Regions from separate parts of the Mus musculus genome. Here all the other regions are linked to region 4. The links are chromatin contacts, called in public Hi-C and promoter capture Hi-C maps. All regions are on one chromosome and are shown on one strand. The core of a region is the stretch at or near the end of the contact, and the rest is flanking DNA. Distances in the headings are between cores, read along the strand shown. Region 1 overlaps St6galnac3 (ST6 (alpha-N-acetyl-neuraminyl-2,3-beta-galactosyl-1,3)-N-acetylgalactosaminide alpha-2,6-sialyltransferase 3). Region 2 holds the start of Gipc2 (GIPC PDZ domain containing family, member 2). Region 3 overlaps St6galnac3 (ST6 (alpha-N-acetyl-neuraminyl-2,3-beta-galactosyl-1,3)-N-acetylgalactosaminide alpha-2,6-sialyltransferase 3). Region 4 holds the start of Pigk (phosphatidylinositol glycan anchor biosynthesis, class K). Region 5 overlaps St6galnac3 (ST6 (alpha-N-acetyl-neuraminyl-2,3-beta-galactosyl-1,3)-N-acetylgalactosaminide alpha-2,6-sialyltransferase 3). Region 6 overlaps St6galnac3 (ST6 (alpha-N-acetyl-neuraminyl-2,3-beta-galactosyl-1,3)-N-acetylgalactosaminide alpha-2,6-sialyltransferase 3). Region 7 overlaps Gipc2 (GIPC PDZ domain containing family, member 2).

Region 1 (3,117 bases), core at 241-2,740, 930 kb before region 4:
TCATTTTTCAGGCCTCGGTTGTTGACCTAGTGGCCTGCATTACAGCCTTAGCGAGGCCTTTTCTTTAGTTTTTGCCCACACTGGCCATTTTCCAACATAACGGGGTCCTGTGCTAGGGACACTGGTATGGGAGAGCTCACAGACTGTGTGGCCGTCCACCATCCTTGGTCCACATCTGGAGCACTGTCTGACCTAATTGTCCTTGAGCCTTATTCTCTGGCTGACATTTCTTCCCTGCTACCTTTGCCATGGTCACATCCCTTGCCGCTTCTTGGCAATGACCCTGTTTCTTTAGTCCATCATCTCCTTTTAAAACTGCGTGCGTTCACGGCTCCTGAACTATTCCTCAAGTATGACCAATTTTGCGTTGCTGGAGAGTCCGAGTCCAGACTCGTTTAGATACAATCAGTGTGACTTGTACGCCTCTCTTCCTTCCGGTTCTGCTTTCTTCGCAGGGTTACGTTTTCTCTTTGGACTTTGTCTTCATTTGTTTCTCTGGTTTGCCATTTATAAAGCGCTAACAGCTCCCTTAGGGCACGCTCTGAGCAGACAGGATCTCTCTTCTGTTCATGGTCAAGTTCAGGACTGAGCTGTGTACATGGTAGGCGTTCAGACAGTATTTGCACAGTGAACATGTTATGGAAAAGCCGGGGTTTTAAATTTTCCTTTAACAGTTACTCTCTGTAGCATTCAGCAAATTACATTGTGGAGGTCAAGTTTCCTCAGCCAAAAAAATTCAGAGCAGCTCCATTTTGTGAAGATGTTTGGCCAACTAGAACCAACCTCTTTTCCCCACTCAAGTCCTGAACTAATCCTGACATACAGGTACAATAGCTATTGTTATTGCTACTATTGTTAGTGTTGACTGATTTAGGACTGACTTTATCCAGGCCTATGGCTGGAATAGAAGTAGAATTCAGGAGCTGACCCCAATCCTGTTTGGGAAAGAAAGCTTTGGTTGTTTCCGTTTCACTGGTAGAAGAGTGTGGGCTGCCTACCTGTTTGTGGAGTCAGGATTTCTGATTGATCATTGATATGGTAAGGGCTTCCAGATGTAAACTGTCTCATTCCTGTTACATCACTGAAATGTAATAGAGCCAGAGAATGGAGTCTGTTCTTGTCTTTTAATCACATGGGGATTATTAAGACATCCCTTGTCTTATATTTAATCGATATGCAATATTTTATATGCTTCCACGGCTCTCGCCACGTTAGGAAGGTAACATCCACATTAGCTAACTAATTTTCACATTAGCCATAAAAATATGGTTAGTGTTCAGTACCGTGAAGAACACACACAGGTAGTTTGCATCTGGAAATGCTAATAATTGCCAGCCATTAATACTGTAAATTCAATTCGAATGTTTTAAATGTCTCCTCTTTCAAGATTGAGAGTTAAGATTAGAATTTAGAATTGAGTACCAGTCTGCACAAGTCTTAAAAGGAAAAACAAATGAATGTGACTCAGAGCGCAGCTGGAGGCAGGCCTGCGTGATTATTCTAAAGCTGTGATTGGCATGGATGTTCAGGAATTCAAATGAGAATGCTTCTTTGTCATGCCTGCTAGGGTCGCTGCCTCTCCCAAGGTGGCCAGTGTCACCGATATCATCAGCAGACTCTGATAACAAAAATTCAAGAGTCCAATTTCTGATTTAGTCTACTAGTCTTTTTCTTCTGCATCCCAGACTTGAAGATGGGTGAGGGAATTTTCACTACTGAGCCATGTTTACCATTCACATAACCAGTGGTTCTCAGAGATCATCCCACACTGTTTCAAAAGACAGACCATGTCATCTGGCTATTAACTACTATTTGTCCAATCAGAACTCAGATGCACTGGCCAACCCCTCTGAAGACATAATCAAAGAGTAGCAACCAGCCAGTGTGTTGTGTGTGTGTGTGTGTGTGTGTTTATCATGTAGGGGAATGTGCCTTCAAATAGTATGTGTATGCTGGTGTATGCATGCTTGTAGAGGCTAGAGAGAGCTCAACACCAGACGTCATTCTTTGGGAGCTGTCTGCTTATTTCTTTTAGACAGTCTCTCACTGGCCTGTCAGGAAGTCTCAGGATCCATCCCTCTGCCTTCCAGGTGCCGAGGCGACCACTCTCTGTGCAGACTTTTGTACTTAGGTTCTGGGGAACCTTAAAATCTGACAGTTTTGCTCTCAAGGCAAGCATGTTCCCAGCAACAGTCTTCCCCTATGCACACCTCGTTTACGTACAGTTTTAAATTAGCCTTTACTGTGAAATAAAAGGAGTGCTTGCCTGGGTGCTGGATGCTCACTCCTCACACATGCTACAGCTTCCAGTGCTGCTCATAAAACTGCTCATAATGGTGGTTTTCAAAGTGTGTGTGTGTGTGTGTGTGTGTGTGTGTGTGTGTATGCGTGTGTACATGTGAGTATGCCTTTGTGTGTGTGGTAAGCTATGACCTTTTGCAGTTTTTTTTTTGATAATCATGATATTGGAGATGATTATGACTTAAAAGAATACATAGGCAACTATTTCTGAACATTCATGAAGTTAGGTTCCCCCCCCCCCCTCCCATGGAGCATTTGATATATTGCTTGGTGCTTTGTTCTGGAATGGTTACTTGAAGAATATAAAGTGTAATATAGATTTTCATTTTAATGGGAGTGTTATAATACCCTCATATTTTTTCCACTTCTCATTAGTTTTTATAACCTATGAATTACCTAAAACAACTTCAGTCATTGGGATCTTGACTTGACACTTATCTTACTGTGTGTGGAGGTGTCGTCTGAGAGATGGCATCTGTATTTATGGTGCTGATATATAAAGGTAGATGTTAGGACTGTTGTCAAACATGCACATGATGCCAGGCACAGTGTGGGCTAGGTGTTGTCAAAAAAGATAATGAAGGCACAGTTATAGTAGTAGCTTATGCAAAGGTAATGAGAACATGGGTTTGCCACCACTCTTTATAGACTGGTGTGACAGATTGTATATGCTTGGCCCACGGAGTGGCACTATTAGGAGGTGTGTCCTTGTTGGAGTAGGTGTGGTCCTGTTGGAGTAGGTGTGTCACTGTGCATGTGGGCTTTAAGATCTTTGTCCTAGCTGCCTGGAAGCCTTTGGAACAAGAGGTGGAAGAA
Region 2 (2,956 bases), core at 344-2,843, 550 kb after region 4:
TGAGGGACTTGGGAATAAAGTTGCGGTGCCCATCAGTGGCCCCAGGGGCTGAGGAAGAAATCAATGGGTAACTTAAAGCAGACAGCCTTGGGCTAGGGAGATGGCTCCATGGGTAAAGACTGCTTGCTCAAGCGTAAGGCCTGAACTAGGATTTCCCGGACCCTTATAAAGCCTGTTACAGTAGCACAGAGGTCTGCAATCACAGCGCGCCCAGCACGGGAAGGGAGGTGAGAACGGAGAAATCCCAGAAACGCTTGGGCCAAATGCCCTGGCAAGCACAGCAGCACTCGAGAGTGTGTGCACGAACCCGCGCGCGCGCGCGCGCGCGCGCACACACACACACACACACACACACACACACACGTGCGTGCGTTTGCATATGTCCCCCCCCCCTTTTTTTTTCTTAAAGAGAGCCCCTTGAGTGGAGAAATCAGATGGGGTCAGATGAAGGATTGCTTCAGCGCTTAGAGAAGTGAGGTGGATAGAATTACTGATGAGGCATGGGGAGTTGAGGGCAGGCACAACTCAGTGAATGGCTTCAGCTCTCTGAAGAATAGGAGAGAGCTTCTCTTAGGATGTGGAACAATGGACTTGGGAGTGTTGAAAACCTAGGGGAGAAAGCAGGCCTTCCGAGAGGAACAGGCTAGAGAGAGGGGCTGCGGGAATGGCTGGAGTATTTGACTTGACTCGTGTGACCTCCTTTGCTTAGATGGCGAGGAAGGCTGGCTGCTACACAAGTCTGGCTGGGGTTGCCCAAATGTGGCCGAATGCTCTGTCTACTACATTTTTTTTTTTTTTAAGATTAGCACACAAAGTTATGAGTTTGCTTATGGCGTTTTCATGCGCACAGGTCGTTATTGTCTGTTTCGATGTCTCCCCCCCCCCCCCGCTCTCTCTGGAACCCCTCCCCCTCCCTACTTTCCTGTCAGATGCATTCCACAACCCCAAGCCTCTCTCATGTTCCTTTTCTGTTTGCATGTTCCCCGACACATGTAGATTCTACACAGGAGAAGAAAAACAGGCAACATTTTTCTCTTTGAATCTGGCCTACTCTATTTAACATAATAATGTCCTCTCTCCATCCTTTCGTTTTCCTGTAAATATTATAATTTGAGGGGCTTTGGTCGTGGGTGTGTGTTTGAGACGGACTCACTCTGTAGGCCAGGCTAGCCTCCAACCATTGCAATTATCCTGTCCCAGCCTTAACAGTGCTGAAATCATTGAACCACCACGCCCAGTTGAGCGCCCAGATTCTGAAAGGCAAGGCAAGGTAAGGCCGGTCCGCGAGCAAAGGCCCTTTGTTATAGCATCCCCGGCCCTTCATACAAACCAATTCCTTTTCACTGAGAGGAGGTCTGAGTCTAGAAGGGGGTTGACTCGTGCACAGCTTTCCTTCTGCCTGAGTAGGTAGCTGCCCGGCTCAGGTGCCCTGTCCTTCACAGGGAGGGGACCTGAAGCCCGCGCCGCTAGGCGGAAGCGCTGCTACCATTGGCCCAGCAGCCGCTGTCACCTGCGCGGAGCCGGGCCCCCAAGCGCAAAGTCCGCTGTCCGAGGCCAGGGAGCTTGCGCCGCAGCGCAGGTGGTCCACGCCCTGGGACCTGCAAGATGCCGCTTGGACTGCGCGGGAAGAAGAAGGCGGCCAAGTCCAAGGAGGCCGCGAGGCTGGTGGAGGGCGAGAGATCCAGTGGCAGCCAGGGTGTCCCCGGACCCCCAGCTCCGGCACGCAAGCTGGTGTTCCACGCACAGCTGGCGCACGGCAGCGCCACGGGCCGAGTGGAGGACTTCTCCAGCATCAGCGAGCTCTACGCCAAGATTGCCGGCGTGTTCGAGATCGCGCCATCCGAGGTAAGCACAGGGGCACAGCCTGTCCTCCAACCAAGCTGGCTGCGCAGCAGTTCCCGAGCTTCAGGTAGCCAGCAGGGTGGGGTCGGTCCCCAGCGCCTCAGGGGAAGAGAGCTTGGTGGTGGAAAGCCCAGTCCTGGGACCGGATGAAACTATCCGCTCAGATCCGGCTTGTGGGTCACTGGGGTCAAGGCGACTGAGTTTTCTTTTGTTAAGGAGTCTGCTGTAGACTTGCTCAGGTCTAGTCTCGCAGGATAGGATGTGCGCCAGCACCTTCCCGGACGCAGATCTGCTGGAACAAATTAATGCCTTCCACAGGACTTGGACTTTACTCTTAGGCTTTCTGTCAGAGAGCTGCACTGGGAGTCTAACCGGTGTTAAATAGGAGGGGGAAAGTGCCTCCCTGGACACACCACAGGGAGGAGGAAAGACCTCTCGGTGGGTACAACGTGAAGCTTCGTTTGCTCTCCACTGGACGCCTCCAGAACGAACCGTTTCGGTGTTAATATGTAAGAAATGTAAAACATGGGCTGTTATTCCAAAGGAAGTAACTCAGAAAATCATAGCAAACTCTCCAACTAGCAAACACAGTTTTCACGGAAGAGCTCAGCTTCATTTTTTCCAAGGTATCTTTGAAAAGAGACCAAGAAACATAAGTAGGTTGATTATTTGATGCCTGAAGCCGGAGTTGCCATAGGTCCTATTTTGGATGCGTTAGTCTATGGGGGTTTTTGTGGGCCCTTTTGTGCTTACTCAAGAGAGCTACCTGCAAATGCAGGTGTGAAATATTTCGGAGCTGCAGCAAAAGACTCGAGCTCAAATTCCTGAACTCATCAGAAAAAACAAAAACAAAAACAAAACAAAACAAAACAAAACAAAACAAAAACGCACAGTGGTAACCCCAGTGCCTAGGGGATGGGCTTGAACCAGCCTAGTCTACTTGGTATGTTTCAGGATTGTGAGAGAACTTGTTTTTAAGAAAAAAAAAAAAAAAAAGCGAACAGAGTCTAAGAAGCAATGCTCAGGACTGTCCGCTGGCTTCTACTAGCAGCTACACACATGGAAATATTTTGTTCATTTTTGTGTGAGTGTAGGTGCTCTTGCCGGGGAACTC
Region 3 (3,012 bases), core at 175-2,674, 550 kb before region 4:
GTTGAAGTGGATTGGTAACAGTGGTAGCCTCCGGGATTGACTCCTCAGGTCTGGAAGCTCAGGCTTGGTTGGGATGTGGGTTGCAGAGTGGAAAATTCTATCTGTGGAGACTCACTTCTCCTTTTTAAGTAAGAGCTCCTGGTTAAAAGCTGTGTGTCACATCCCATATGGGGGCTCTGAGATCTAATTTTACTGAAGGGCCCCAAGGCACAGAGGCTAGCCAAGATTCTGAGAAAATATCAAATAAAAATCTTGCAACCAATGGACAGCACTTTTCATAATTAGGAAGAACATATCGCCCCATACATCATCATTAGTCTGAGACAAGCAACAGAAGGCTGGTGGGGAGGACGGTTTCTCTAACCAGGGAACAGGTGGCCAGGGCAAGCAAGCCAGCGTGGGAGACCTTAGTCCACTCTGCTAAAAGAATTCTCTGCTCCTCCCCAGGAGATGGTCAGATGAGGTGAGGATGGGGGAGGGAGGGCTGTAGCTGTTTGACAGTGGGTCTTTCAGACCATGGTGGGGTTTTACTTAGACAGTGGAAGGCCAGGGAAGGGATTTAATGGTGCCCAGAGTCACCCTGAAGAATGCAGTGGTCTCCAGTCTCTTTGTAGAGCAAAGTTTGGATAGTATAGAATATCCAGAAACAATTTTATCTTTCATTTGAATTGCTTCTTGTGGGTTGATTGCTTATTCTTCAGCCATAATTGATGCTAGCTGTTGCCTTGAGGCTATTAGACCGGGGTGGGGGTGGGGGTGGGAGGTTGGGAGGATGGTTCTGGCAGCCTTCTGTGTAGCAGCCAGACACAGACAGAATAACACCCTGAAGCGTCAAAATATTAGTCCCCCGAGATACAGAATTGCAACTCTGGTTTATGAAGAAAACATCAGTTACACTTTCCAGTCATCTGGAGCAGTTTCTTGAATGCTGTTCGATCAGTTTGAATCAGCCAGGAGACTGGCCCAGAGGAAAACCAGAAGGGGACAATTCCAGGTAGCCTAGGTTGACAGCAGACTGAGCAGTGTGGCTTCTCATGGCCCAAGAAGTCCATTTGCATACGTAACATGCCCTCTTTGAAACCACTAATTATGCCTGTTATCTGTTTTCCAAGTACCATCATTTATCCAGTAGGATCCCTTGTGGAGATTACCTCTTCCATCTGAAATCTGATGCTGTCCGATTTCTACATTCTCCAGGGCCCATTCAAGGCCTCCGTCTCTTCATGGAGTTTATTCCTGATGTCCTTTGGTTTCCCTTCATTCTGAACTGTGAGAGTCTAGGAGCTCAGACACATGGAATCCCTTGGCTCTTTGATCATTCTTTCCCCCTCCTCCCTAACCTGGGAGACCCCAGCCAGTGCAGGCTCAAGTCTTAGTCTAGGCTAGTCTAGATACAGTGTGAGTGCGGAAGCAGCAGTAACTCTCCACCCTCCCGCCTCCTAAACTTAAGAGGAAGAGAAAGTGAAACAATGAAACAAAAGAAGACAAACAACACATTTTTGTAATTCAAAGACCAAATTGTGGCTTTGTGCAAAGTTCTTTTCCTCTGTGGATTTGCTGCACAGCTCATCAGATGGGTTAACATAAAAGGAGAATTGTTCTATGTAAATAACTCTAAGTGCCTTCACTCTTCTTTGTCTACTTTGTTTTCCCCAATTTCCCGCATTAAGTCCAAGTACTGTGATTCATCTTCCCATTGCTCTGACTTTGATTTTACCGTTGTGAAATGGAAATTATTAGGATTCCTGCAGCTGTGCTGCTTTACCAGGAGGGCCAGGCTGGCTCTGGTTGCTTGTGTCTCTGCCGGAAAGGTAATCTTCGCCAGGAGTGACCCCTTTATCTTTTCCTGGGAACTGCTCCTGTGAAAATGAGTATCTAATAGTTATCTTGGCTCACTAATTCATGCCATGTGCGCCAAAATTAAAACATTAAAGTTTCATAGATATAATATCATTTATAAATCATATCATAAAAACATCCATTTTCCCCATAGCCCTTGAAAACTTGGCATGCCTCCTCCCTGCCCCCAGCTGTTGCATGAATATCTGGAAACACACACACACACACAAAGACATAGAAAGTGGAGAGATACTTAGCATCAGTGCTCCCAAAGCTGCAAGGGGTATTATGCAGGGTGCTTTCAGGAGTGGGAATGCAAAATGCAATGTGAGATCCCCTGCTTCCCCTCCCCCATGTATTAACAGAGCCTGCAGCTCAGGAGGGCAGCGTTCTAGTGTTCATGCCTTATTCTGTTCCACTAGAGAAAGAGAACACTAACTGTTGCCTCCAAGCTTCTTGCTCATAAGTTTCAATATGTTTAGCTGTGGGTAAGTACAGCCAACTAATTATTTTCCACATTTCAAAAATGACAAGTAGAGAGGACTCGTTCCAAGTATCCTTAGAAACTGTGGGGTGTGGCAACTGTTCAATTAACAGGAATTAGTTGCTCTTGTTTACTACCCGATTTTCTAAATTTAGATTTGTTTTTTTTAATTTTTGTATGTATATGAGTATTTTGTCTGGGTGCGTGTGTGTATGTATGTATGTATGTATGTATGTATGTATGTATGTATGTATGCCTAAGGACCTCACGTGTGCTTCATGCCTGCAGAAGTCAGAAACAGGGTTTAGATCCCCTGGAGCTAGTGTTATGGAGGAAGGTTGTGAGCCACCAAGTGGTTACTGGGACTCGAACCCAGGTTCTCTGCAAGAGCCGAAAGTGTTCTTAACTGCTGAGCCATTTCTTCAGCTACCTGGGTCTTTTTCTTTAAATAATAACTGCCTGGATGAAAATCCTTTTGTCTGTTTGCAGTAGGGACCTTTGAAAGCTTACATGCTTCCTATGGATATGCGGCTTGTGGATGCTAATGAGCACACTGTCACCATCCCAACGAGCAAAATCCTGCTGGTAAAACATTTCATCTGCAAGGATCCATGATTGTCAACCAAGTCTGACCTTTATAATCCTCATTATAGTCAGAAGTACTTGTACAGTGTGTGAACCTCTCTCAC
Region 4 (3,181 bases), core at 179-2,678:
GGGTGCTACTGTGGATAACCCCTGGTTTAGGCATGGGAAGGCCTGAGCTAAAATTGAGCGGTACATGACACTGGGGCAAGTCAGTTTGCACTTTAAGCTTGAATTTCTCCAAAAGAAAATGAGATTTGACCTAAATAATCTCTAGCGTCCTTTCTAGGCTCAAACTTGTTGCTCCATTGAAACTTTACTGAGAACTCTGTAGCAGCAATGTAACGTTAATCAGTCAACATTTAGTTAACGGAGCACCTTCTACGTGCCAAGCACCACGGAATACGGTGATAGGAAAATCACCAAAAGGCATGCAATCTTCTCTCAAGCACATCAGAGTTTAATACAGGTGGACATGTAAATGCACTGCACTACAATGTACAATTACGGATTCACTGTATGCTTAGACATCTATCCTGTCGGGGATGACAGCAGATCACAGTGCGTGCCTTCATCAGAGATTACTGTCCAGTTAAATAGACACACGTTAGCAAAGAACTCACCACACAATATATAAAGACACCAAATGTGGTCTGTAATTGTAACAGGGGAACATGACTTTGTAAGGGAAGGTTTCCCTACAGAAGTGACATTTTGGGCGAATACCCAAAAGATGAAAAGACAATTCCAGACCAAAAAAAAAAAAATTGGGCCAATGGCAAAAGGGTCCCAGTGGTTTGTGAAACTGAAAGCTTAACAAAGCTAGACATTTAAAGAAGGTGTAAGAGATTTCAAGAAGGGGTCCTGAGTGACATGATCAGGTCAGCATTTGAAAAGTTACTCCGTCCTCAGCTCAGAGAACAGACTAAACCAGAACTGCCCCTGCTGAGTTAGGAGACTAGGGCAGCCTCGGTGATAAACTTGGACGAGGTGTTTTTACAGTGTGTGCTGACGCCCGGGCAAGCAGGTCTAAAAAATAATGCTAGAAATCCAAGTCGCGTCGCTGGGGAAATCGCTGGTAACAGCATCGTAAAGAAACCAGACGTCCTGCAGCCTCAGGGAGGAGGAGGTCAGGGCGGAGGAGCAAAACACCAAAGCCATGACAGTCCCCACGCGTGCCCTGCCTGTCACAGGAGCAGAGGACCGGGTCCTCCTCCCTCGTCACCGCTGGCTTCGCACTCTTAACAGGGCGTTCTAAAAGGCTGTGTCCGGTCCCTGTCCTCAGGACGGACGGTCCTGAATCCCACAACACAGCCCGGGGAGGGAAGACGCTGCAGGCGGCTGCCCTCAGGGGCCGTGCGTCCTGCACCTGAGGCGCTCACAGTCACACGGTCCTCCCTGGGGTCGGTCCTCAACAGACACCGATGCCTACCTCGATGTGTCCAGCGGCAGAGCTGCCGAGAGACAAGAGCGCCAAGGCGGCCAGGGTAGCCACCCGCAGAGTGAGGAAGCAGGGGGCCGCCATGTTTGCCGGCTTCTCACGCCCCGAAGAGCAAAGGGGCGGGGCGAGTGCCGTAAAGCAGCGCTGCCGCTGCCGTGCACGGGGGGGTGTGGTTTGGTTTGTTCTTCCCATGGTAGTGGCCTTGAGTTGTTTTAGTTTTTGTTTTGTTTTGTTGCTTCATTTTGTTGTTTTGTTTTGTTTGCCACCGCATACACCTTCCTCCATTCAGGTTCTGGAGTGGCCGGGGCAACCTAATTGGAGAATTACTTACTCAGCTATGTTTCTAGGTTTGTTTTGTAAAATAGACACAATATTTAAGGAGGAAATTTTAAAAAGATAATTTGGGGATCCACAATATTTGATGTTTCCCTTTGGTGTGGTGCTATCAGTTAGTTGGCTATGTGGTCCAAGATTTCTAAATCTTAAAGGACGACAAAATGGAAATATGATCACTGGGGTTTAATGACTGCCAACCTACAGGGGAAAAAAAATGGGTTCAGTGAAGGATGTTGCTTCAAGAGATCAAGTCAGAAAGAGGTGGCACCCAACACCTGCTTCTGGCTTCCATAAGTGGGCCTGTAAACACACACACACACACACACACACACGTACACACACGTACACACACGTACACACAGACACCATACAGAAGGGAAAAAATATACAGTATTTCTGGTCATTCTGTTTTCTAATTTTGAAAAAAATTTTTGTTGTAACACTATTACTCATCCATTTTAATTATTCTTTGAATATTTCTTTTAATTTTTTTTGAGACAAGGTCTCATTATGAAGCCCTGCCTGACCTAAAGCTACCTTGAACTCACAGAGAGACCTGCCTACCACTGTCTCCCACGTGCTGACATTAAAAGCACGTGCTACCATGGCCAGTTTTGCTTGAAAGTGTTTTGTGTCCTTTTTGTTTCACACACACACACACACAAAACAACTTTAGTTTTTGGATTTTATGTAACGTGTATGGATATTTTTCCTACATATATGCCTAAGCACAATGTGTGTGCATTGCCTGCAGAGGTCAGAAGTGGACATCAGATCCTCTGGAACCAGAGATGGTTGTTAAATCACCACGTGGGTTCTGAAAACTAAACCCAGGACCTTTGCAAGAGCAGCCAGTACTCTTAACCACTGAGCTATCTCTTCACTCCCCACAAAAGCCCTTTTTTTTTAATTGGATATTTTATTTACATTTTTAATGTTATCCTCTTTCCATGTTTCCCCTCTGGAAACCCTCTATCCCATCACCCCTCCCACTGCTTCTACTACAACAGACTGACCTACACTGACAGCATTTCCCTACACTGAGTCATCTAGCCTTCACAGGACCAAGGGCCTCGTCTCCCACTGATGCCCAACAAAATTATCCTCTGCTGCATATGCAGCTGGAGCCATGGGTCGCTCCATGTGCACTCTTTGATTGGTGGTTTAGTCCCTGGGAGCTTTGGGGGGTCTGGTTGGTTGATATTGTTGTTCTTCCTACAGGTTGCAAACCCCTTCAGCTCCTTCAGTCCTTTCTCTAACTCCTCCATTGGGGTCCCCATGATGAGTCCAATGGTTGGCTGCAAACACCCACCTCTGTATTTGTCAGGCTCTGGCAGTGCCTCTCAGGAGACAGTTATATCAGGCTCCTGTCAACAAGCACTTCTTGGCATCCACAGTAGTGTCTGGGTTTGGTGACTGTATATGAGATGGATCCACAGTAACCCTCCAAAATCTCTGAGGAGAAACCTGCTCAGCAGGTTCTTCTTGAAATTCATGTAAATGAAGCATTCCCAGGCTTACCCCCCCACCAATAAC
Region 5 (2,972 bases), core at 6-2,505, 910 kb before region 4:
TAATAATTGATGGCTTCTCCATATGCTAGCCATTGTAAAGTTTCTAAAAACACGACAATAAATACAGAATTTGAAATTAGTTTCTTAACGGAGAGGCATGTACGTATGTGTGCATGTGTGTAAGTGGTTCTTGGTTCCAAATTTGGGAAGTTACAGCCTTTTAAAGTTTGATGTGGAGACAAAGACTATAATCTCTCAGGGCTAGGAAGCAGGTAATGTTTTCAGATTGAGAATTCATTATTGATTTAGAAATTGAGTTTATAAGTAGCCCTGTGGCTGCTCGGCACTAAGGACATTTTTTTTTTTTGCTTGTTTGTTTTGTTTTGTACTTATTTGCTAAAGATGATGGTTTCTTACTTAGGAAGTCAGGCTGTGGGGGTATTGAGGAAATAGCTTTTCTAAAAGCAAAAGAGCACAAAGGTAAGGGTAAACTACAGTTATATACTATTCCATACAAATATAAGAGAGGAGAGAAAGGTGGGAGGGGAAGAAGCTGGAAGAATCCAGAGAAGTGACTGGAGCAGTTCCTTTAGATGTGGGATTCTATGAGGATGCCAGATATGCAGGCAGGGCGCTGTGTTTGCAGGCAAGGTAGCAACCTTAAACCTGTCATAGGTGCTTGTTGAATGTTATCCACCAATCAAAACAACTGCCTCTTGCAGCAGATCCACAGTGACCCATTGTCAAATGTCAGTGACTGTTTATAGTGGGGTACAGAGGGAAGCAAGTGGGGAGGGTCGTGGCCCTCATCTGAGTACCAGCCACTCCTCCCAGTCAGTTTCATGAAATTCTACCCTAACTGCACATTGCTCTGTGCTCTGTGGTGGTATGCTAGTGTGTACAGGCTGGGAAAGGTTAAAAGAAGGGTGTCTTCTACCACATGGCTGTGGAGAATCCATTGTCTGTGTTTCAGGCAACCCTTCACTCACTCATACAGTTGTTGGTTCCACAAGGTGAAATGTTACTTTGATTTGTCCTTGGGACCATAGGAGGAAGGGGTAGATGTTGTTTGTGTTTCCCCAGGGAAGGAATTCTTGCAGCACCAGCAACACCATTCACATGGTTTTTGTACAGAACACATTGACAATTGCATTAGTAAAATTCAAGTTTCCGAAAGCCTCTGAGAGCATTGACTGAGTAAAACAGTGGAATCTACATTAAAGTACTGACTCAGCGCTACTGAGTAGAGGAAACAATGTCAGAAGGACATAGAGAGCACAGCAGACAAAAGACACAGCCGACAGACAGGGCACAGAAGACAGACAAAGGACACAGCAGACAGAGGGTACAGCAAACAGACAAAGGACACAGCAGACAGACAGAGGGCACAGCAGACAGAGGGCACAGCAGACATACAGAGGACACAGCAGACAGAGGACACAACAGACAGGACACAGCATACAGACAGAGGGTACAACAGACAGAGGACACAGCAGACAGACAAAGGGCACAACAGACAGACAGAGGGCACAGCAGACAGACAAAGGGCACAGCAGACATACAGAGGACATGGCAGACAGACAGAGGACACAGCAGAAAGAAAGAGGGCACAGCAGACAGAAGACACAGCATACAGCATAGGATACACTAGACAGAGGGCACAGCAGACAGAGGACATAGCATACAGCAGAGGGTACACTAGACAGAGGGCACAGCAGACAGTCAGAAGACACAGCAGACAGACAGAGGACACAGCAGACAGACAGAGGGCACAGCAGACAGACAGAGGACACAGCAGACAGAGGGTACAGCAAACAGACAAAGGACACAGCAGACAGACAGAGGGCACAGCAGGCAGAGGGCACAGCAGACATACAGAGGACACAGCAGACAGAGGACACAACAGACAGGACACAGCATACAGACAGAGGGTACAACAGACAGAGGACACAGCAGACAGACAAAGGGCACAACAGACAGACAGAGGGCACAGCAGACAGACAAAGGGCACAGCAGACATACAGAGGACATGGCAGACAGACAGAGGACACAGCAGAAAGAAAGAGGGCACAGCAGACAGAAGACACAGCATACAGCATAGGATACACTAGACAGAGGGCACAGCAGACAGAGGACATAGCATACAGCAGAGGGTACACTAGACAGAGGGCACAGCAGACAGACAGGGCACAGCAGACAGTCAGAAGACACAGCAGACAGACAGAGGACACAGCAGACAGCAGAGGGCATAGCAGACAGACAGAGAGCACAGCAGACAGATTTTCTGGCTCGGATAAGGACTACAGTGGCAAACTTTTGCAGTAATTCAAAGGCATTGTCATTTACTTAAATAGCACAGAAAATCACTGATGTTCCCAAGGGGACCTAGGGTGCCACACCACCTCCAGTAGGATCTGTGTGACAAGTTTCACAGACTGAAGTGATTGACCTCAAAAGGGGGAGGCCTCCTGGAACTGGTTGTGGAACTCTTCACAGGAGAAAAAAATTATTAAGCCATACTTCTCATGGCAATCTATCTGTTTTGTTTTCTTTTATTCCTTTTCTTATTTACATGTTCTTGGCAGCCTAGGCCAAGATCTTAAGCGAGAATAATGGGTAAGAAACCACCTCTAGAGATGGGGGTCACAAAAACGACCTTATCCCTGGGGAAACCAAAGCTTTACTTTTTAAATCATTTACAAAACTATGATGATAGATAAAAACTTTCCCAACAATAAAATTTCATATGGCTACATGTGTGTCATCGGAGGTCAGTTTTGGTGTATGGTAAAGAAATCCTCAATTAGAATTAAAATAGTTTAAATTTATGTGTTGAAGATTTATAAAAAATCAGGCATTAGATGTTAAATAATAATTGACCATGGGGCTGGAGAGTTAGCTCAGCTGTTAAGAGTACTGACCATAAAGATTTATTAACTTGCTCCTGGAAATATGCCACTGGCTGTGGACTCCCACTGAATATATCCTTTTAGAATTATTATATTTTGATGATTTTTATTTATAATGATGTT
Region 6 (3,009 bases), core at 251-2,750, 950 kb before region 4:
CCTGTGGGTGAAAAGGGTCAAACTCAGTACTCCACGCTTCCGTGGCAAACGCTTTGCCGACTATGCCCCTCCTCGGCACTCTCTTACGACTTAACACATTTTAACAGCTCTCAATCATTCCCATCCAAACAGACCATACTGTAAACTGAACATCAGGGAGGGACTTGAGTCATAGCACACTGTCACCCCAAAGAATCCCTCTCCTTCTGGGCGGTTCTGTCTAGCAGGTGCAGGCCAGCGGAATGTGCCAGTAACGTGGCAGATGCTCCTCTCAACAGTTTCCACGCGTGGGCCTCCACTCCTGGCTTGGGATCACATGACTGGTTTCCAGCCATCCCCTGTGGCCCTCCATGGAGCAGAGTGCACAGAGGAGATCTTAGAAGGCTTTGTCCAAGGTGTGCCCTTGAGTCTGTGACTCAAAGGGAAATCCATTCGCAACTAACTTTCAGCATTGGCTCGCTGAAGGCCCGACCGCCCTGCTTGCTCCTCTGCGGTGTCCAGGAATCTTCTCTCACAGACTGGAAATCACCACCACCCACAGTTAACAGGCTCACAAGACTTACCACAGCGTCTTTGCTTCGGAACTGTTCCTTGTAAAAAGCCAGCAAAGAGGCAGCTGCAGACCATGTCTAAGTGCACTTTTCAAAGGTCAGACTCCAAGGATGTGAACCTGGTCAGTAGCTGTTTAAAATGTGTTTATTTCTGTCAAGAGACAGACTTTGTCCGGGACAGAGTCTGTTGTCAGTGCACTGTCTGTTCATTGATATACAGCTTACAGATAAAAGCATTTCCATGGCTTGGTAATGTGTGAGGGTTTTGACAAAACTCAATTTTCATCTTATCCTGTGGTATTTTCTATGATTCAGTGGAGAGATCCCAAGCTAATTCTACCTTGGTTCTTTTGGAGAGAGAAAGAAGAGAAGCATCAATGGTAGTGATCAGCCGTGTGTGGGATTGGTGTGCATGCCAAGTCGGCTTCAGATGAGCAAACCCAGGAAAGTTCCTACCGATGAGTAGCTTTCACGGTTGGCCGAACAGCAGAGTTTGGGAAGCCTCTGGTTCCGGGCTCGGGGCACCTCAGGTCTAATTTAGTTCTGGGAAAGCAGATTCAAATATTCAGAAAGCGGTTCCTTCCTTTTCACTCCCTTGCTTAGGATGAGTTTGAATTATAGTCTTTGTCTCAAAGTTCTTCCTAAGAGTATTTTATCCAGAACTAACAAATTTATAGGCGTCAGAAATGGCGTGTTTTTTTTTTTATACCAGTCATTTGCACGAGACCGTGCCCAGGGTTATTTACACAGGGTCACGGCCAATCACAGGAGCTTGAGAAAGCAGCATCTCATAAATTCACAATGGATTGTGGTGTCAGTGCTTTTCCAGAAAGGAAAACTCAGATTCTAGAGTCAGGAAATGCGACCCCAGAAGCCAGGCCTCTGCTCCCCTTGGACACCTGCCATTGCTGTCAACTCTCCTGCTTCCTGCTCTGCCCCTGTGTGGAGGAGACCATGACTCAGCTAAATGACCAGGTGGCTGAACCCTCTGTGCTCTCCTCAGTCCTTGCTGTCTTCTTCCCCAGGCTTCTCTTTCCAGTCTCCTTTTGCTGTTAGCTATTTGCACACCTCGCATCTGGGGGAGTTCTGGAAATATGGCGGCCAATCGAGTACCAGTGAGCCTTGCCCAGAGCACCACCTTCCCAGGCCACGTGTTAGGAGATACATGTTTCTGTGTCCCGTGTTCCCGTGATCGTGACTGCAATATGTGTGGAGTAGGCAGAGGTGTGGGGATCTAAGCAAAGGCTAGGGAAGTGCAAGATAGCCTGCTGTGAGCACACACTCTTGCTGGAGCACAGCCCCTCCCCTCCGCCATCCCCGTCCCAGAGGAGACTGGAATTCAGCAGTCCTTAGTCTGTATCTGTACTGACCGGTATTTGCGTGAAAGCCGCATTGCGTGTGCGTGTGTGTGTGTGTGTGTGTGTGTGTGTGTGTGTGTGTGTATGGCCGTGTGAGAGAATGGGCACTTGCACGTAAGCTCTGTCATGCCTACGGAGACTAAAGAAAGCTTCCATTGTTTTCCTCTGAAGGGAACTGGCCTGTGTGGGACCATGGGCCCAAGATGACGATTCTCTGAGGTGAAAGTCTTTTCAAGGGTTTTAACTTTTTGGTCAAAGTCAGAAGGCTTGTGAGTTCTAGAGGAAATGCTTGTTTGAACTAGCTCACTTTCTTCCTCTCCCTTTTCCCCTTCCCTTGCTCTCTCCCTGTCTCTCTCATGTGGACTCCTTTGAGGCTAGCATGAGCTGTATATGAAACCCCTTCTTAACAATGCTCCCCTGCCTCCCCAAAAGAAAGATGAAATGCATGCTCGTTGTCAGGGAGATCTGAGAGTCCTGCAAAGGTCAGCCTCTGAAATCTCAGAGTTTTAAAAAAGTGCTCAGGGTGGGAACATGTCTGAACATGAAGTCCTAGTGAGCTGACAGCACTGTGTCTATCACAAGCATCTCCACGAAGAGGAGGTAGGGTGCCTCTGGAGGGGTGCTGGTATTCCCAGCCTGGGCTGTAGCAGTTGAGCTATGGTGTTCAGCCAGAGGCGGGATGCAAGACCAGTGCTTAAAAGCATCTGCGTGCTTGCTATGCAAGTGTGAGGACCCAAGTTCAAATCCCCAGAAACCCATGTAAAGGTGGGTGTATTAGCATGGATATGTATCCCTGTGCCCTTACAATGAGGTGAAAGGTCAAGGAGGAGAGCCCTGAGAAGCCCACAGGCTGGCTAGCCTGGGATACATGCAGCATCAGGAAATGACATGGTAAAATGGGGACCGACACCTGCGGTTGTCCTTTGCCTTCTACAGGCATGACATAGCCTGCATGCAAATGCACACATGCACCCCAACACACATAGTCATGCACACACATACATGCCACTCACACACACACCACACAATAGATACAGCAACACGGGAGCAGGCTGGGTATGTGTGCCTGCAGCCATGACTCCAGCGAGGTGGATGCAGAA
Region 7 (3,291 bases), core at 294-2,793, 600 kb after region 4:
TTCTTGAGAGAGTTAGGCACAGCCTACCCTGTCAAGTCTTTCTCTGATTTGTCACTTTGCTATTCAATTAGACATCATTTCCAAACACAGGTGCTTCCTTCTACAAACTAACTTTCCTTCAATGTTTGGGATTAAGGGTGTGTGTCTGCATTCCAGCCCGAGGGATTAAAGGTATGTGCTAAGGGCCAAGTCACACCCTAACTAGAAACCGCTTCAAATATCTCCTTAACACTCTTAGGGGTAGGCGCAGGTAGGAGCTGGCTTGCTGGATACCTAGGCCTATGGGAGGGAAGCCCATAACTCACCCTTACTCTTGAGGTTTCTGTCCTGGAAGGCTGAATGAAAGAATGGTGTTAACATTAGAAATGGGGGCTGGAGAGATGGCTCAACCGTTAAGGGCACTGACTGTTCGTCCAGAGGTCCTGAGTTCAATTCCCAGCAACCACATGGTGGCTCACAACCATCTGTAATGGGATCTGATGCCCTCTTCTAGTGTGTCTGAAGACATCTACAGTGGACTCATACATTAAATAAATAAATAAATAAAGCTTAAAAAAATAAATGGGCATTTGGGGTGTGGAAGGGGCTTTGGGGAAAATTCGGGGTTTTAGATCGATAATGCATTTTATCTGTCATTGACGAACATTGTTTTGGTCAAGGTTTTAAAGTGCTTACAAGGACAAAATGGGGTTGTCATTAATGTTTAATGCAGTATAACTCATTCTGTCACAATGATTCTGTGGAAGAAGATGAATGAAGGGCCAGGTTGTCTTTAATGGGGCGTAGTAAATGTTTGAGATGAATTCTAAGCAAAACTGGTCTAAATATTTTCAATGGAAGACTCAGCTGGTTACCAACATAGGGACTCTTTCTAAGCAAGCTGTAAACCCTTATTGAAAACAAAAATTTGCCAGGTATGGTGTTGCAAGCACTTGAACCACAGTACTCAGGCGGTAGAGGCAGGCAGATCTCTGACTTTGATATTAGACTGGTCTTTGTAGTGAGTACAATCCCCATCGAGAGAGAGAGAGAGAGAGAGAGAGAGATAGAAGTGCGGTTGGGGTGTAGAGTGTTTGCCTAGAATGTCCGGAGTCTTAGGTTCGGTCCCCAGTACCACATAAACCAGGACTTTAAGAATCTTCAGCCTGTAATCTCATCGTGTGCGAGCTGAATGTAGGAGGATCAGGAATTCAAGATCACCTTTGACTACAAATTAAGTTCAAGGCCAGTCTGGGCTACATGAGACCATGTCTCTAAATAAATAAATAAATAAATAAATAAATAAATAAAACAAACCAATAACCAAAAAGTTGTCAACTAGTTAAAAAAAGAAAAAGCTACAAGCACCGTATGTGCATAACACTCATGAATGCATCAGACATAATTGCTAACTCCCAGTTTAGAGCCTTGGCCCAAGGGAACGCCCTTCATGCCCAGCCCTTTGATCTGCTGCCAAGTATCCTGAGCAGCTCAGGGCTCACAGCAGTCGGAGGGAAGTTTTAGATGAATCATCCCAGGCAGGCCAGAGAGAGAAAGCGCAGAGTCACCCGGCTGGGCGGGACTGTGCAACTGCCCTCTCCTTGCTTCTGAAGTCTTTGACTTTGCAGAACTCATGGGCTGGACCGGTTTCTCCTCTGCTCTGTTCAGTCCTCTCTGCCGTTGGCTGTGGTCATCTCGCGTCTTTACCCCTGGTGGCTGGGTGTCTGCTCAGACACCACTTTTAAAGGAAGATTCTGACCCCCCCCTTCTCTCTCTCTCTCTCTCTCTCTCTCTCTCTCTCACACACACACACACACACACACACACATACTCAATGCACGTTTGTGTATGTGCATAATTAAAAATAATCGCAAGATTGTAGAGTTAACACAGCAGTTCTATAAAATGACACCCGTTGGTTTCAATGCTGTGTAAAACCACTCTCTTCCTGTGGGATAAACCGGTGGTAGGGTCTGCTCCTAGTGAACCTGGCTTGTATTTGTCAGTCCCTGAGATCTGTCTGTTCTGGGAACCCAGGGACGGCAAGCATCCCTGGATTTGCAGCTTGGAGTCTGTTGCAACGTTCTGCCAAGCTCTGTCGTCCCACTCAAGATGGAGGCAGGTTAGGGGAGGGCTGTGTTTCCCTTTCTGGGATGGAGGGGGCAGAGGCCAGAGTTCTGGGATTACATCCATCACCCTGGCTCTCCACAGCACTGTTCTTCCCCTGCAAGGCCTCCTGCTAATGGGACAGCCTCTAGAGGATCTCCTGTGTGGAGCATCTGTGAAGGCTTTGCTGCATCTCTCTGTTTTGGGGACTCTGAGTGGAACCCTATTAGGCTTATCTACTGCTACTCCCAATTGAAGGGAGCCATTATATGGCTTTATTTGAGAGGGGTGAAAATATATGCGAATGAAGACAAAGAGACAGAGACAGAGGGAGAGAGGCCTGTGCTTCTGATGTTTGGAGTGAACTTTTTGAACTTATGAAGAAGGACCTTCGCATGTTTCCCATTTTCAGAAAGAGTGTGAATGGCTTTGTTCTGGAGGGAGTGAAGAGCCTCCCTCCCCCCCTCCCCACCTCCTTCCCTCCCTCCATTTCTGCCTCCCTCCCTCCTTCCCACTCCCAGTCACCCTTCACCCTCTCTCAACCATTGGGCAGCCACAGCAGTCTGCTAGTAGGTGTAGGCTGCCCGGCCCAGAGTCCTCCATGCATTCGCTCTGTGGGAGCCTGCTCAGCCCTGTAGACAACATTCTGCTTACAGATAAGGATTTTACTCCTCAAGCTGTAGCTGCAAGCTCCGAGGATGCTGGCTTAGTTGAGAGTCTACAGTCCATGCTTTTAATCACTGCCTGTGGGCCATGGTGCACATTGACCAAAGGGCGATTGCTGTACAGGGTAAACCATTAGCCACGGCCATTAGAACATGACTGTAAGCTATGACGTTGTGTGAAAACCAAGTGTACCATGGGGGCCGTCAGATCTCAGTGGAAAGTCCCCATAGATGTCCCAAAAGGTCAGGGCAGTTGGGCTTGGTGGCTCATGTCTGTAATCACAGTACTCAAGAGGCCAAGGCAGGAAGATCATTGGAGTTTGAAGCAGGCCTGTGCTATATAATGAATTCCAGCAGCTCACCCTGAGCTGGTAAGTAAGAAGAAAAGAGAAAGAAAAGGAAAAAGAAAAAAATATGGTTAAAGGGCCAGATCATATTTTTGAGGAGTTAGAAAAAATGAAATGAGCCCATACATTCAGCTGAAATTTAATGAGAAACATATTTTAAAAATTACATCAGTTTTGAACCGTAAGAGATTAAT

What was found. Promoter capture Hi-C pulls out the DNA fragments that hold promoters and counts their contacts. Hi-C and Micro-C count contacts between places; a contact is called where the count stands out from the background.
Region 1: a promoter capture Hi-C map of embryonic stem cells shows a contact between it and region 4, with 4 times the contacts expected there. The contact joins the enhancer-like site here to the promoter of Pigk in region 4. A contact is called at or near these places in 15 of 39 promoter capture datasets (the 3T3-L1 cell line, 3T3-L1-derived adipocytes, the C10 cell line and 9 more).
Region 2: a contact with region 4 is called in a promoter capture Hi-C map of liver. The contact joins the promoter of Gipc2 here to the promoter of Pigk in region 4. A contact is called at or near these places in 3 of 39 promoter capture datasets (hematopoietic stem and progenitor cells, liver and pre-B cells).
Region 3: a contact with region 4 is called in a Hi-C map of bone marrow-derived macrophages, with 14 read pairs. The contact joins the enhancer-like site here to the promoter of Pigk in region 4. A contact is called at or near these places in 2 of 39 promoter capture datasets (the C10 cell line and pre-B cells), 2 of 484 Hi-C or Micro-C datasets (CD4 T cells and bone marrow-derived macrophages), 1 of 115 datasets of contacts at active chromatin or transcription factors (bone marrow-derived macrophages) and 2 of 9 other capture datasets (adipose tissue and liver).
Region 5: a promoter capture Hi-C map of cranial neural crest shows a contact between it and region 4, with 3 times the contacts expected there. The contact joins the enhancer-like site here to the promoter of Pigk in region 4. A contact is called at or near these places in 4 of 39 promoter capture datasets (the C10 cell line, HPC-7-derived erythroid cells, cranial neural crest and 1 more) and 1 of 115 datasets of contacts at active chromatin or transcription factors (embryonic stem cells).
Region 6: a contact with region 4 is called in a promoter capture Hi-C map of embryonic stem cells, with 4 times the contacts expected there. The contact joins the enhancer-like site here to the promoter of Pigk in region 4. A contact is called at or near these places in 6 of 39 promoter capture datasets (embryonic stem cells, hippocampal neurons, liver and 2 more), 1 of 484 Hi-C or Micro-C datasets (large pre-B cells), 2 of 115 datasets of contacts at active chromatin or transcription factors (both in embryonic stem cells) and 1 of 9 other capture datasets (adipose tissue).
Region 7: a Hi-C map of myeloid progenitors shows a contact between it and region 4, with 3 times the contacts expected there. The contact joins the enhancer-like site here to the promoter of Pigk in region 4. A contact is called at or near these places in 9 of 39 promoter capture datasets (the 3T3-L1 cell line, the C10 cell line, the HPC-7 cell line and 5 more), 5 of 484 Hi-C or Micro-C datasets (the G1E-ER4 cell line, LSK cells, embryonic stem cells and 1 more) and 1 of 9 other capture datasets (adipose tissue).

Annotation. Positions count from the first base shown.
Region 1 is chr3:153,640,379-153,643,495 of GRCm38.p6, reverse strand. The region is part of intron 1 of St6galnac3 (ST6 (alpha-N-acetyl-neuraminyl-2,3-beta-galactosyl-1,3)-N-acetylgalactosaminide alpha-2,6-sialyltransferase 3); the gene reads left to right. Among named protein-coding and RNA genes, the nearest start is that of Gm52633, 46 kb to the right of the region's middle. Within about 2 kb of position 1,490, at least 12 of the 459 cell types and tissues checked have an H3K27ac peak or open chromatin away from gene starts, as enhancers often do. A contact at or near this core is called in embryonic stem cells, where this site is marked.
Region 2 is chr3:152,164,537-152,167,492 of GRCm38.p6, reverse strand. Gipc2 (GIPC PDZ domain containing family, member 2) reads left to right here and starts at 1,593. Exons shown (of 6, transcript NM_016867.1): 1 at 1,593-1,845. The coding sequence starts at 1,606.
Region 3 is chr3:153,259,208-153,262,219 of GRCm38.p6, reverse strand. All of the region lies in intron 3 of St6galnac3 (ST6 (alpha-N-acetyl-neuraminyl-2,3-beta-galactosyl-1,3)-N-acetylgalactosaminide alpha-2,6-sialyltransferase 3), which reads left to right. It overlaps Gm52634 (a long non-coding RNA gene), which reads right to left. Exons shown (of 3, transcript XR_003954698.1): 3 at 1-1,859. Among named protein-coding and RNA genes, the nearest start is that of Gm52634, 4.3 kb to the right of the region's middle. Within about 2 kb of position 1,424, at least 48 of the 459 cell types and tissues checked have an H3K27ac peak or open chromatin away from gene starts, as enhancers often do. A contact at or near this core is called in bone marrow-derived macrophages, where this site is marked.
Region 4 is chr3:152,712,347-152,715,527 of GRCm38.p6, reverse strand. It overlaps Pigk (phosphatidylinositol glycan anchor biosynthesis, class K), which reads right to left and starts at 1,428. Exons shown (of 11, transcript NM_025662.5): 1 at 1,301-1,428. The coding sequence starts at 1,393.
Region 5 is chr3:153,623,399-153,626,370 of GRCm38.p6, reverse strand. All of the region lies in intron 1 of St6galnac3 (ST6 (alpha-N-acetyl-neuraminyl-2,3-beta-galactosyl-1,3)-N-acetylgalactosaminide alpha-2,6-sialyltransferase 3), which reads left to right. Among named protein-coding and RNA genes, the nearest start is that of Gm52633, 29 kb to the right of the region's middle. Within about 2 kb of position 1,255, at least 1 of the 459 cell types and tissues checked has an H3K27ac peak or open chromatin away from gene starts, as enhancers often do.
Region 6 is chr3:153,667,527-153,670,535 of GRCm38.p6, reverse strand. The region is part of intron 1 of St6galnac3 (ST6 (alpha-N-acetyl-neuraminyl-2,3-beta-galactosyl-1,3)-N-acetylgalactosaminide alpha-2,6-sialyltransferase 3); the gene reads left to right. Among named protein-coding and RNA genes, the nearest start is that of St6galnac3, 56 kb to the left of the region's middle. Within about 2 kb of position 1,500, at least 59 of the 459 cell types and tissues checked have an H3K27ac peak or open chromatin away from gene starts, as enhancers often do. A contact at or near this core is called in embryonic stem cells, where this site is marked.
Region 7 is chr3:152,113,228-152,116,518 of GRCm38.p6, reverse strand. All of the region lies in intron 3 of Gipc2 (GIPC PDZ domain containing family, member 2), which reads left to right. Among named protein-coding and RNA genes, the nearest start is that of Gm40179, 7.7 kb to the right of the region's middle. Within about 2 kb of position 1,543, at least 168 of the 459 cell types and tissues checked have an H3K27ac peak or open chromatin away from gene starts, as enhancers often do. A contact at or near this core is called in the G1E-ER4 cell line, adipose tissue and myeloid progenitors, where this site is marked.